Regions from separate parts of the Bombyx mori genome. Here region 1 is linked to region 2. The links are chromatin contacts, called in public Hi-C maps. All regions are on one chromosome and are shown on one strand. The core of a region is the stretch at or near the end of the contact, and the rest is flanking DNA. Distances in the headings are between cores, read along the strand shown.

Region 1 (2,700 bases), core at 95-2,594, 42 kb before region 2:
TACAAAATTTGTGGAAGTTATATGTATTCGTTCCACTTGGGAACCCTTTTCCGGGCTTTAGACCAGTGATACTCCTTCATATAAGAAGGTATTTGATATTTACAACCAGGCATCAAATGTCTTGTTCTACATTTTTTTTAATTCAACTAGTAAATCATTGTTCTAGTAGAGCCCTCAGCACCCAGATTCTATCTTCGATCATTGCTGACCTGGCCATCTTAACAGACTGTTGATGTAGTCCTTCCACATGATTTCAACATACATACGATTCTAAATTCAAAACCATATGTGTGTCGACATCGATACGTTTATATATGTAAGTATTACGTTACGAATTAAAAATAAACATGACTGTATAAAACTAATTGGTTTTTTGTTTTGAAATACCGAAGCTGGTCGTATACTAACTAGTTCTCGACACGTGATCTTGTAAAAAAATGGATATGTTAGAAACAGGCAATCGTGACTGAGTTTGGCTAGCGAAGCAAGATTAGAATCGCATATCAATATTATTATGTAATTATTAGGTAATGCATATCAGACTGGACCCGAAGCGTAGAAGTAGTTATATCACTATTAAGGATTTTTTTTAAAGTCTAGATGGGAAGCTCAAGGATCGTGTCTCTTGGCTATCGAAGTCGTTGTGGCCTAAAGGATAAGACGTGCGGTGCATTCGTGTTGAGCGATGCATCGGTGTTCGAATCCCAGACGGGTACCAATTTTTGTAATGAAATACGTACTAAACAAGTATTCACGATTGACTTCCACAGTGAAGGAATAACATCGTGTAATAAAAATCAAACTCGCAAAATTATAATTTGCGTAATTACTGGTGGTAGGACCTCTTGTGAGTCCGCGCGGGTGGGTACCACCACCCTGCCTATTTCTGCCGTGAAGCAGTAATGCGTTTCCGTTTGAAGGATGGGGCAGCCGTTGTACTTTACTGAGATCTTAGAACTTATATCTCAAGGTGAGTGGCGCATTTACGTGGTAGATGTCTATGGGCCCCAGTAACCACTTAACACACAGGTGGACTGTGAGCACGTCCACGGATCTAAGCAATAAAAAAGTCTACAGATAACGCAACTGATATTGAGGCAGCGACGAGCCTGTAACGGCTGTCTCACCCTGAACACATGACTACTCCACTGATGTTGATGATATCCACCAGATCTCGCTCACAGCAGTCGTTATTATTAAGATAGGCGACCGAATTCATACTATTTATGATGTCGTCCTGACAGTTTTAAGCAACGCCATTTTTTTGCCCAACAACAAGTCTGAATACATACTTTGCGCGAAAATATCGTGAAGTTTTTAACACGATACGTATACAACAGGAAAGATCTCGTGTTATTAAACAGAGCCACGTTACGGACGCGTGCGTTCAATGTTATCCAAAGTTATAGCACGCGAATAGTTCAGTTTGTTTTTGCTGTGTTATATTTTAGAACGTAAACACCACACGAGCGAAACGAAGAAAGATGTGAAAGAGCTTTTTTTCTATCTATCTGTCTATCTATCTCTTAGGTTTATGGCGTTTCCTTTTAGATTTCGCCAATGTCAAGTGTATATAATACTCTGCTTTCTATGGCGGGCTTTGTGAACGAGCAAGGTCACAGATAGTCACTAAGAATTAAGTGAGTAGCTAAGAATGTGAGCTTCATTTTTTAGATTTTCTTTCTTATTCTTCATTCATTCATTTTTTAGAGAACGCATATGAGCACCGGGGGCCCTCTGGCCGGGACTGCTGCTACTCTGACATCCGACGCGGTACTATAAATTCTCACTGCATAATATGTAACTTAACTGGGTTTTGGGGTAAATAAAATCAAACTATATCGACAGGTGAAAGGCAATTGGGTTTAACAGACATTTGTCCAATTTTACAGAAAGAGCCATTTAGACTTTAATATTTGGAAGAACTATCATTAGAATAAAATATCTTCTTCAGTTATTTGAATGGGGTAAATTTAATTGAAGTTCAATTAAAAACATCAGATTGTTGATGCTAATACCAAATAAAACGTAAAGTTAAATGTCGTGTATTAAGCGAAATGTCGCTTAAGCCAAATATTCTTTCACCCCTCGATATGAACTCTTGGTCGAGCCCTGACCTCGTACAACAAAGGGCAATACGAAATACTGATAATACCGACTAACTCGCGCAACCTCAAAACGCGATTTATCAAATCAAAAATGAATCTTAGATCATAAATGTTACCTTCAAATGTTCCCTCATCTGGTTCTCGTGTTCTCTTGCCAACTGTTGCCTCTGCTGCTGGAAATGCTGCAGTAGAATCTCCTGTTGGAGCTGTTGCTGCTTCTTCAACTATAACAGAAACAATTGTCATTCAATAATGAGCGCTGTTGTCGTAGACTCAACAAGTCAAGGATTAAACCACAAAAAATGACTTATATTTAAATTTTAGTTACAATTTCCACACTGACCCGGTTAGCCGCTGACGTATAAGAAAGCAAATTATTTCACAGATTTCAATCGAGTAGTGTAGTGTAAATAAGTACACTTTAGCGTACACGTAGAACGATAAGGGTTCTTTCACAATATAACCTGAATCCAAAAACTGCATTTACGCCATTCAGACATTTTTACATTCGAGGGTAGGACCTTGCTAGAGCCGCTGCTTACTTTAAATAGGAAAAAAATTAACACAAAAACGATACGTACAATACAATATA
Region 2 (2,700 bases), core at 154-2,653:
TATTTCCTTGGATTTCATAACGATGTCATCTGATTTGCCCATTAGGCGGATGCGTAGTGTGAAGTAAACGTATATTGGCAGGAATGTGTAAATAAATCGTGCGGACTCGCAACACATCTTACCATTTTACTTAAATGATCGAAGCCTCGTCTGCATTGGATAAATCAAACTAAAAACATCATTACAAATTCAATTGTAAAATTTTATTTAATATTTTGGTCACGACCACCGTTTGCACAGTATTATCTGATCTCAGAACGAAACAAGTTTACTTTTATCGTCTATTTATAGAACTTACAACACGACTATCGTGACTTGCATTTTTTATTAGAATGGATTTTATTTTATCGTTTTTATTTAACGAACACATTGATAGTTGCAGAGCTGTTTGAACGGAAAGATATGTTTTTGCTTGTGTAGAAGTTGGAACTGACAAAATGATAGGGGTCATAGGAACATGCAGACTGCGTCGTTCTTAACGCTGGCACTTTGGAAGTTTAGGAGCGGACGAGTTGCCGATAATTGTCGATAACGATGCTGTAAATGTGCAAATCATCACTTTTTTAGTGAGTCGGTACAGTTGAGACCACGACATACATCCGCCGTACTTTACAAATTGCATCTTGTAAATTGTAATTTTAAAAATCCCAAAAATTCCAGTATGGCCTGTTTTGGTACGGCCCTGCCTAGTTTGGTCGCGAAACTATTTTAAAAAGCGATTTGAAGAGAAGAATTACTCTACTGGAATTGAGGTATCCACTTCACTAATCAAAGTGTTGGTATAAGTGTGGTAATATTTGTTAATGGTGGCCGTATACGATTTAACGTCTGCTCTTCAAAGACAAATAAAACATATAATTTATGAAAGGAAAGCTATTATTTCTATAAATTACATGTAAAAGTTTTCAAACGTCGCAGTTTCGTTGTGCGCATGCGTTAGAGAAAATCTCTGGCAGAATCCCCAACGATCTGGCGTGTTTAGAACGCCTGCGTCACATCCGGAATGAAGCGTGTTTGGGATTTATACTCGCTTCTGAATTTCCGGTACATACTTGTATTCCTTCCTATTTATCGACATAAAAACATAGTATTGATTTATAGAATGACAATAAACGTACCACGAATGTACTTAAAATGTAATTTGCTTCATATTCCGAATAATTACCAAAGCCAGTTTCATTTGTCACTGTAAATGATTGTTCACTCGCAGCTCCTAAGCTAGTTCATATGGTATCGCATTTGGTCATAGGTGAGGTAAGTATCACAGGTGATATCACAATGAAAATCACTCGCTATGTTCCCATTATACATTCTCCAAGCGTCGTGGGAACTATTGCCTGAAAGCCTAGTAGACTTCAAGCGTGGGTGTCGTGGGTGGGTCCCGGGGGTCGCGTGCGTTCGGCTCACCAATCGCGATCAATTCCACCATGACTCACGGTACAATGACGAGAATTCACTGAAATGTTATCTGCATTTTGTACGTTAGCTTAAATTCGTAAAGTGGGCTTTGTGTACAAAAAAATGATAGAAAAATAGTTATTCACTTGCTATTTTCATCATTATTTTCAGGCAAAACCGGGACGCGTATGTATTCGGGAATTCGGAATCCTCATGTCTAAGTGACGTCAAAAAATATATCCTCAAAATTGAACGATACTATTTGCGACAGCGAAAAAATATTTCAAAATTTCAAATCGAATTGTCTTGTTATAACAGCTAGTTCCATTGTGAGCATTAACAGAATTTTAATTTAAAAACGCAATTACGTAGAGCCGATAAGTTTCCGCGGTAAGATGACATTCCGATCCACAATAACATTCTTAGAACGATATCCATAAACATTTACTGTGTAATTGTGACGCACAAAGGTCTAGACGAGTGACCTCCGGTTTGTACTAGTATAAATGGCTCAAAGTTCAACCAACATTGGCCCAAATGTTTACATGACTCATGCGGTTATATGTATTAAAGTAAACGAGTTATTTTTTAAGCAGTCTCAAACGTGATAGTAACGTGTCATCAACAATGTCAGAAAACAGATCAAGGGTACATTTTTATTTTTATAGCCTAGATTGGTGGACGAGCCCACCTGGTGTTAAGTGGTTACTGGAGCGCATAGACATCTACAACGTAAATGCGCCACCCACCTTGAGATATAAGATCATATAAGTGCTAAGGCCTCAGTATAATTACACGATTGTCCCACCCTTCAAACCGAAACGAATTACTGCTTCACGGCAGAAATAGGCAGGGCGGTGGTATCTACCCGCGCGGACTCACAAGACGTCCTACCACCAGTAATAAATTTTGCCATAGACAATCGAATCAAGAACATTGATTTCCAAACTAGACCGCTTTATACGGAGTTGGGTCATGTTGGTGACAAACAGCAGGTGGTGGTCGAAATTGAAGCTTGAACTGTTGACATTGTTTGATGAGCGCTTCCTGCGACGTCTTCTTGCGTAATGAACGTAATCGTTGGTTTCGGTTCTATAAATAACAAGTCTGCTTCTTGACTAATCTTTCAACAAGTTTCCTAACTAGAATCAGCCGCGACGGCTATAAAATGTACGATCCGAGTAATTTTACTAACAATAAAAGACTACAAATGTTTACAGAGAATATCTACGATAAAGGTACATCGTATAGAAAATTGTGTAGTATCGATGGTATGGTATATCCTGATTCGACACGGCTAGT

Evidence for each region. Hi-C and Micro-C count contacts between places; a contact is called where the count stands out from the background.
Region 1: a Hi-C map of midgut shows a contact between it and region 2, with 1.5 times the contacts expected there. The contact joins two enhancer-like sites. A contact is called at or near these places in 3 of 7 Hi-C or Micro-C datasets (midgut and whole pupa).

The regions. Positions count from the first base shown.
Region 1 is chr8:15,819,220-15,821,919 of ASM3026992v2, reverse strand. LOC105841244 (histone deacetylase 5) reads right to left here. Exons shown (of 18, transcript XM_038012456.2): 4 at 2,225-2,332. Among protein-coding and RNA genes, the nearest start is that of LOC101744741, 33 kb to the left of the region's middle. Within about 2 kb of position 1,344, at least 3 of the 8 cell types and tissues checked have open chromatin away from gene starts, as enhancers often do.
Region 2 is chr8:15,777,429-15,780,128 of ASM3026992v2, reverse strand. All of the region lies in intron 2 of LOC105841244 (histone deacetylase 5), which reads right to left. Among protein-coding and RNA genes, the nearest start is that of LOC119628795, 49 kb to the right of the region's middle. Within about 2 kb of position 1,403, at least 6 of the 8 cell types and tissues checked have open chromatin away from gene starts, as enhancers often do.